Linked DNA regions of Capra hircus: region 1 is linked to region 2. The links are chromatin contacts, called in public Hi-C maps. All regions are on one chromosome and are shown on one strand. The core of a region is the stretch at or near the end of the contact, and the rest is flanking DNA. Distances in the headings are between cores, read along the strand shown.

Region 1 (4,601 bases), core at 939-3,438, 51 kb before region 2:
TGCTTTCAAATTGTGGTGCTGGAGAAGACTCTTGAGAGCTCCTTGGACTGCAAGGAGATCAAACCAGTCAATTCTAAAAGAAATCAACCCTGAATATTCATTGGAAGGACTAATGCTGAAGCTCCAATACTTTGGCCACCTGATGTGAAGAGCTGACTCATTTGAAAAGAGCCTAATGCTGGGAAAGATTGAAGGCAAAAGGAGAAGGGGGTAGCAGAGGATGAGATGGTTAGATAGCATCACTGACTCACTGGACATGAATCTGAGCAAACTCCAGGAGGTAGTGAAGGACAGGGGAGCCTGGTGTGCTGCAGTCCATGGGGTCACAAAGAATCAGACACACCTGAACCCCTGAACAACAATATGGTACATAGGCCCTCTATATTTGCACCACTGAGGTCTGGCCCTTGTGCCCAATTTAAAAAAACTTTGGCCTCCACAGGGCACTCACAGCACTTGCTGGTAACAGAAGAATCAGTGACACATTTCTATGTGTCCTTTCCTTTTCACTGTACCTAGGTGGATCAGTGGTAAAGAATTTGCCTGCCGTATTGAACTGCCAATACTCAGGTTCAACCCCTTGGTCAGGAAGATCCCCTGGAGAAGGGAATGGCAACCCACTCCAGTATTCTTGCCTGGGAAATCCCATGGAGAGAGTAACCTGGTGGGCTACAGTCCATGGGATGGCAAGAGTCAGACACAACTTAGCAACTAAACAACAACATTGTCTCCCTTTTGCAGATGAAATGTGACAGGTAAAAGCCAGTGTCTCTGACAGGAGGGAGTAAGGAGTTCCCAGAGGAAAGAGAAAGGGGAAGGGCGAGGGGGCCCGGTCTGAGCCCAAAAGTGCAGAGAGCGAGCCGTGGGCTTCTCCCTGAGACCCTGAAACAGAGCCCCAGGAAGAGGTGATGACAAAAGAGAAGGCTTTTGTCAAGCCTCACAAGAGGAAGTGGACCCAAGAGACACGCATCGAGGTCAGAGAACGGCCATGCAGAAGGAAAAAGAGCAACCAAGCTGCAGCGAGCTCCTGAGCCCTGCGGCCCGGCCACAGGAAACGGGCAGAGCCCTCAGGACCTGTACAGGGCAGAGCGCCAGCCCGAGGCTCTGGCAGCACAGGCCAGGCGCTGGAGCCACCAGAGGAGCGCAGCTGTTGCTGAGGCCGCCAGGGTCTGGGGCATGGAGCCCAAGCCCTGACCAGCCCTGCCAAGACAGGGCAGTCAGGGACAGTGCCAGGTTGCTAGAGGTAGCCTGGGCTGGAAACATGTGAAGGCTTGGGCTATTGCACAGACCCCGTGCAAAACTTAGAAGAGCCTGCTCTGCTCCAGAAGACAGATCCTAGTGTATGGCTTGGTCCCAGACTTATCACTGCTTCCTCTGTGTGTGCTGTGCTCAGTCGCTTCAGCTGCATCCAATTCTGTGACCCTGTGGACTGTAGCCCACCAGGCTCCTCTGTCCATGGGATTCTCCAGACAAGAATGCTGGTGTGGGTTGCCATTTCCTCCAATCCAGGGGTCGAACCTGCATCTCCTGCGTCTCTAGCACTGCAGGCAGATTCTTTACCACTGAGCCATCTGGGAAGCCCATCACTGCTTCCTAAACCCCTCAAACAACATCCCTGACCTGCACCCAGGAGAGTGGTTTGGAGAGGTGGGACTACGAAAGGAACAGGGTGGCTCTGGGGGTAGGTGGAGCCCAGTACTGTTGCAGCGGGAGGGGGGGGACTGAGAAGGAGGTGTGTCCAGGGAGGAGCTCGGATCAGGCTGGGGGTCGGCACTGGAAGAGGGTTCCTCTCTTCCTTCTGACTGGGCACTTTCTGCACAGGACATTTGGAAGTCAGAGGAAGAAGGACACTCAGAGTGAGGTGTTGCCCTCAACGAGAATTCTGGAACCCCCGCCCCCCGGACTTGACTAGGAGGGGGAGACATTCCCAGAAGCATTGGCTCCCGGGCATCTTAGAACCCTGGCTTGGAGCCTGACCAGAGTAGCCCCCATCTGCTAAATAGGCCAGAGGCTCCGATTCTCTAAGGCTTACATCCCTCCCTCTGGGGTGCGCCCTGCCCCTCCCTGAGTCACCCCAGGGAGAGAGGGGAAAAAAGGGAAGAGAAAAGAGGCATTGACTACAGAGGAAGGAAAAGGAAACAGCAGAGGAGGGAGGAGAGAGACCACACAGGAGTGGGTGACGGCGGAGATCGGAGAGGGCAGATCTAGGGCAGGGGGAGACAGACAGCCGAGCATCCCGGAGGGTGCCCCAAGAGCAGGGCGGCCAGGGGCGGGGAGCCGAGGGGGCGGGCCGGCCATGTCCCACGGGACCTACTACGAGTGCGAGCCCCGCGCTGGCCAGCAGCCACTGGAGTTCTCAGGGGCCCGCGCGGGGCCTGGGGAGCTGGGGGACATGTGTGAGCATGAGGCCTCCATCGACCTGTCTGCCTACATCGAGTCTGGGGAAGAACAGCTCCTCTCCGACCTCTTCGCCGTGAAGCCGGCCCCTGAGGCCCGAGGCCTTAAGGGCCCCGGGACCCCTGCCTTCCCCCACTACCTGCCGGCTGACCCACGGCCCTTCACCTATCCCCCACATACCTTCGGCCCCGACAGGAAGGCCTTGGGGCCTGGCATCTACAGCAGCCCAGGGAGCTACGACCCCAGGGCCGTGGCCGTGAAGGAGGAGCCTAGGGGGCCTGAGGGCAGCCGGGGGGCCAGCCGCAGCGGCTACAACCCTCTGCAGTACCAAGTGGCACACTGTGGACAGACAGCCATGCACCTGCCCCCAGGCCTGGCGTCACCCAGCCAGCCATTGCGCGTCCTTAAGGTAAGAACAGCTCAGTTCTCCTCCCTGCCACCCAGGGGCTGGAGGGAGGCCGTGTGCTCGGGGTCCATGTGTGGTGTTGCTGTGTGAAATCTACCCACCCAAGCCCTCTGTGCTCTGCACCTAGCCATGACCCCGCTTGGCCTCTCTGTGAATTCACTCCCACCTGAAGCCCCACTGTGTGGCTGGAACCCATGTGTCCTGCAGTCTCTGTGACCAGCTGGCCTGCCTTGATCTAAGGGCACCCCCCTCCAGCTTCTCTGCTGCCCACCAGCCCCCTCCTCTCATTTCTGTGCTGCCTCCTGCTTCTAGAAGAGGAAATGCCTGCTGAGGGTAGAACTGGAGACTCAAGACAGATGGAAGGAAAATGGCCTCAGAGCGTGTGGGGGACAGGAAAGGCAGTATGGGTCCAAGCCGCGGGTCCTGGCAGGGCGGTGGTCGTTCTGACGGGGCCAGGAGCTAGCCCTGAATCCCACGTCCCTCGGACGCCCCTCGCGTGTTCCGGCTGGTGGGATTCCTGCCCCACACCCTCACTCCTTTCCCTCCGTGCCTCCCCCTGCAGGCCCCTTTGGCCGCTGCCGCGCCCCCCTGCAGCCCGCTCCTCAAGGCGCCCTCCCCAGCGGGCCCCTCACACAAGGGCAAGAAGGCGGTGAACAAAGACAGCCTGGAGTACCGGCTGCGGCGGGAGCGGAACAACATCGCGGTGCGCAAGAGCCGGGACAAGGCCAAGCGGCGCATCCTGGAGACGCAGCAGAAGGTGCTGGAGTACATGGCCGAGAACGAGCGCCTGCGCAGCCGCGTGGAACAGCTGACCCAGGAGCTGGACACGCTGCGCAACCTCTTCCGCCAGATCCCTGAGGCCGCCAACCTCATCAAGGGCGTGGGGGGCTGCAGCTGAGCCCACCTGGCAGACTGAGGGCCCCAGCTCCCGAGCCCAGCCTGACCTTTCGGACACCCGCCCTCATTGGGGCCCAGAGCCCCTCTCAGGCCCAGCCAGAGAGAGACCACGGGCAAGTGGCAGCAGGGGGCAAGGAGGAGGGCAGGCCCGGCATGATGATTCTGTGGCTGAATAAAACTGCATATGACTTGGTGCTGGGGCTGTGCACTGGGCCTGGGCCGGTGTGGGGGTGTGGGTGTCTGGGTGTGTGTGTGATGGAGGCTCTGCGGGCAGGGAATGCGCAAGGCTAGGTCTGTATACCTCTCGATTCCAGGCCCAAATAAACACTTGGGAAATTCAGCAGACAAGCTGCCCATAGCTGTCCCCCAGCATACCACACAGCCAGGTCTGGTATCTGTCCCTCTGTTCTTCTCTCCCTGGACGTGGCCCACTCTACTCCCACCCTAGAGGACCTGGAGTGGCCTCTGGACATTCCCTTAGCAGAGCTCTGTGGTTTGCAGGGAGATCTCCATAGCTCCAGGCCCTCCTGCCCAGGCCTGCCGACCCTAGCCTATTCTCTCTCACCTTGAGGTGTAGCTCTGGGACTTCCTGCCCCAGGAGACTGAGGGAAAATTCCAGATGGCTCTGATGTATTTATGGTCACTCAGCAATTGATCTGAGGAGAAGGAAATGGCAACCCACTCCAGTATTCTTGCCTGGAAAATTCCATGGACAGAGGAATCTGGCAGGCTACAGTCCATGGGGTCGCAAAGAGTTGGCCACGACTGAGCACATCAGCGCAGCAACAATTGATCTGAGACTCAATCCCTTCTCCCCAGTTCCCAAACTTCAGTCTACCAGACTGACAGACCTCCATGCTTCCAACCCACCCGTGCCCACCTTTGTCCTCCATTCCTTGGG
Region 2 (4,251 bases), core at 953-3,452:
CTTGACCCAAAACCTAACATCTTGTTCTCTCTTCCCCTTGGTTTTTTCCTGCCCCCCAACCAATCCCCATATGACAGTGAGGAGAAGGAGGAAGTGACCATGGACACAAGTGAAAACAGAGCTGAAAATGAGGTTCCAGAGCCCCCCATGCCTATTGCAGACCAAGTCAGCAATGATGACCGCCCAGAGGGCAGTGCTGAGGATGAGGAGAAGAAAGAGGTAAATACCCAAGCCACCTACTGGGCTGGGTGGGCAGGAGTGGACCTAGGGGAGAGAGTAGAACATTCCAGTGATCCCTCTTCCACAGTGGGATAGCTTAAAAAAGGGACTAGGCAAAGATTTGGATCAGGACAGGGCCAAGGGAGAATTCGCTGGTTTAGCCAGGGAGACCCCGTGTGATGGGACAGGACTCCTTCATCCCCCTTTCCTTGTTGGGGAAGTAGTGCAGTTGGGGAAGTTTGTTACCACCCAGAAAGTCAGTTAATGGCCCTTTATCTAAGACCCAGGCTTAGCTTTCCCTGCTGCCTTCTCCAGCTTCTCCCTGTGGTAGCCCCCTAGCTTTCCCTCCTTTTTAAAACATGTTGGAGCTCAGCGCCATCTAGTGGGCTTTGGTGGATCTCCGCTGACCACCATGCTGAGGAATTTTTGTTGCTGATCTGCCCCCCAGTGGTCTTGTTGAAAGATGAAGCTACTTAGAAGCCAGCTCCTGGGGTGATCCCAGAGGCCCCTTGGCTATTTTTGTGATGCCTCAACTTACTTTTTGGGCATACATGTTATTTTGTGTCCTGCGCCCAATTCAGGGGGCTCCTCACATCAGAGCCAGCGAAGTCTTCTTGACTCTTAAAGTAATTAGAGAAAGAATTAGCTGGGTTTGGGACTAGAGTAACAGGGTGGGAGGGACTGTTGTGTGTGTAGCCTTTCTTTGGTGTGTGTTGCGGGGGTGGGGGCCGGTGAAAGTGATTTGATGTGCAGAATATTATTTATTACAAGGTCCTTCTTCCCCGTAAAACTTTGTCCAAGTACCTCATGTACGGTAATCCGCCCGTAAAATATAACCCTGCCCAACTGGCCAATCGCTGATGCCGCCTCTTCCTCTGGACCCAACCGCTGCTACTGAGCTGCCCAGTCAGAGCCGAGTCTGCTATCCAGGTGTCTTGGCCAGAGGGGGGCATGTGTATGGGATCCTGTGATGGGCCCCCTTTTGCCTCCCTGCCTTGCTTACATCAGGGGGCCAAGAAGAGCACTGTTCTGGAGAGACTTGTATTAAGAAAGCAAAAAGCATTTGGAAAGGGGTGGACTTGCATCGTCTCCCTCTTTGGGACACCCCGAGAAGAGCTTGTGCCAGCGCTGGGGCGCCTGCCCACACGCCCTTGCCCTTTTGAGGACTGTGGGTTGCCTTGTTTGCTGCAGACTGTTGGGATCCCCAACTAGGGCACCAAGACCTCCTAAAGAGTCAATGTTTGTGATCACAGTGCCAGCTGTAAAATGCCAAGTGGGGCTCTCGGCTTAAGCTGTGACGACTAGGAACCCTGCAGAGAAGTCTAGGGTCTGAGCCCAGGGATTTAATGCTGATGACAGCCCAGCCATGTATCATCATTTGCTCATCAGATGGACTTTCCTTTGGTCCCTGTTGTCCATGGTGAAGGGCAGCATGTTGGTTGCTCCAACTTCTCCTCCATCCCTGGAGGCAGGGGCTCATCCATCCACCTGACTGGAACCACTGTCTCAGCTGGAGTCCCTGAGGAGATGCCACACACCACTCAGAAGAAAAGTATTCTGACCTTGCTGCTGAATGTGTGCCAGGTCCTGGGGCTATCCACCTACTACCCCCAGGCTGCCTTCAACAGAGGCTTCATGAACCCACTCGGTGAGAGGACCCCCTCCCCAGTTACAGGCAGAGGAGAAAGGGACTCTGGAGTCATCACCTGGATTCCAAGCACTGGGTGGTGGTGTTGCTGCAGCTTGCCACTGGTGGACATAGGGTCCTGCCTGCCTCTCACGATAAAAGGCCAGGACCATTCCTGCTACTCACAGGCCATCTCATCAGGGACTACAGGATGATGCCCCTACAGGGCCAGAACTGATGTCTCTGCCCCTGTTCCCCCTGTACCCCTCGCTGAGCCTGGCCACCGCCAGTGAACTGTCTTGACATCATGGAAACTGGGCAGCGTCCCCCCACACGTTTCCCTCCCGCCCCCGTGCGCCCCTGGGAGGACTCTGGCAGTGCCGTGCCGACCACCACGCCGTGCGCCCACCTTTTTTGCCAACCCAACCCCCCACCAAATGCAGAGCGCCTAGCAGGGAGGGCTCATTCTGATTGGACCGGCGGTTGACTAGATACAGTACACAGTGAGGTGCGATTGGCTGAACTGAAGATCCCAGGTGTGAGATGGTACCTGGAACATTTGTCATATTCCTAGTTTATTTTCCTCTTTATTTTCTTCTTTCTCCTCTTTTTTTAATCTTTTATTTTTATTTTTTTTCTTTATCTTTATTCTGATTTCTTTATTGGATTTATTTATTTGGTTCATGTTCTACCTGTTTTAATTAAGACTTTTTTTTTTCTCACTAACTTACCCATCAAGAGCAGCCTGGCTAGGGGTCAGGCTGGCCCTTAAAGGAGACCAAGGAGACTTGGTTAGACAACACAAACGGGGCTGGGGGTTGGATGGGGGAAAGGGATTTCATCAAGAGGGCTCCTGCCCTACCCTTTAGAAGGGTGGTAGGTCTTAGTTTTTCCAGAAATAAGCACCTAAATCTGAAAATGCTCTATTCCCCTTTTCGCTTTCTCTTCCTCTTTTTGCTCTGTCCACAGTCTTCCACTGAGTGTTTAGGGGCAGAAACTTGCTCAAAAGCAAGTTTGGAAGTTTCTGGTCATTGACAGAGCCCCTAAGGCATAAGCCCTGTTTGGAGATGACATAGTAGGGCTCTGCTAGAGCTCTGCACAGTGGTCGGAAAGTCTGAAACTTCCTGGGTACTGTCTGCCCTTCATAAAATCTGTCTTTACCAAAGACACCTTTAAATTCTTCCTGCCGGCACTTGGCTTCAGAGGCTCCTCTCCAGTGAGTCTGGTGCTGCCCTTTTCCACAGTGTGGCAGCGATCCAGGCAGTTTTAACAGTCTGCTGTCCAAGCTGCTCAGAGCCACTGTCAGTGGATGTCAGGCTGGGCACTGAGTAGAGGAGGAGGGTTATATCGTCACAGTTGCCATCCCAAAGTTGGTTTTCCTTGTTTACTCATATTTTGCTCCAGTTAGCAAGGAAGACCTTAGAAAGACTAAATAACTCAGTTTTGGGCATAGCTTGTTGGGTCTCGCATCCTCTCCATCCATAGACACCAGTGGAAGAGGGCATGACCAGTGCTTTTAAGGGGCTGGGAGGCCACTGAAATTCTTGCAGCTTATTTCTGGTTAAGCTAATACATAGGTGTGGTATGGACTAGATGACTTTTCCCTGCTGTGATGTTTGGTTTTATTTTTTTCTCTAACTTGCATTGATTCTGCTTCGTTTTTGCCGTTTGCCGCTTCTGTTTCGGTCTGTCTGTCTCTGTGTCTCTATCTCTCTGTGTCTTTGGAACCTGTGCTAAGACTGCCCCATCTAACCTCCTTTCCACCTCTCTGTGGGGTGTGTCTCTTTCTCTTTTTTTTTTTTTTCCCCCTTTCTTCTCTATACAGAGCTTGCTGCCCAAATCATTCAAGAGGAAGATCTCCGTTGTCTGTAAGTCTAGCCCCAAATCCCTGATGCAGGTCCAGAGCACCATAAGACTCAGAGTGCACAAAGAGACAGACTTCCATTCTCTCTCAGTGGCATTCTTGGGTCGCCCCTTCCCATCCCAGCAACTCTACCCAGCAAATCTATGGCATAGTTAAGGCTCCAGTTTATAATTCAGAACTTCATAAACAATTCTTGTTATTTTTCCCCAATTTCTTTCTTAACCCTAATGAGATACACTGTGAAGTGTCTCACCATTACTTATCCATAGTCCTGCTTTTTTCAGGAGTAGGTTTGAGGAATTCCTATAAAATGCTTACCAGTTTATGCCTTATTCTAAGAGCACATCTGAGAAAAGGAGAGTTCCCACACCTCAAACAGCAACACCTTGAGCATTTTTCAATGAAGAACTCTTTTAAGTTGACAAAAGTGTAGTATTTAATAGATCTTTATGACTTAAATATCAATCTATTAGTGTTAATACTATCTAAAGCATAACCAGGTCATGTCATGATCTAAAACTAACTTGAATTTTATTATCAT

Evidence for each region. Hi-C and Micro-C count contacts between places; a contact is called where the count stands out from the background.
Region 1: a Hi-C map of blood shows a contact between it and region 2, with 1.8 times the contacts expected there. The contact joins the promoter of CEBPE here to the enhancer-like site in region 2. A contact is called at or near these places in 3 of 5 Hi-C or Micro-C datasets (blood and liver).

What each region holds. Positions count from the first base shown.
Region 1 is chr10:79,681,294-79,685,894 of ARS1.2, reverse strand. It overlaps CEBPE (CCAAT/enhancer-binding protein epsilon), which reads left to right and starts at 2,188. Exons shown (of 2, transcript XM_005685252.3): 1 at 2,188-2,806; 2 at 3,366-3,893. The coding sequence starts at 2,297. The coding sequence ends at 3,701.
Region 2 is chr10:79,630,647-79,634,897 of ARS1.2, reverse strand. ACIN1 (apoptotic chromatin condensation inducer in the nucleus) reads left to right here. Exons shown (of 19, transcript XM_018054585.1): 9 at 78-219; 10 at 3,672-3,714. Among named protein-coding and RNA genes, the nearest start is that of CDH24, 7.9 kb to the right of the region's middle. Within about 2 kb of position 2,202, at least 1 of the 5 cell types and tissues checked has an H3K27ac peak or open chromatin away from gene starts, as enhancers often do.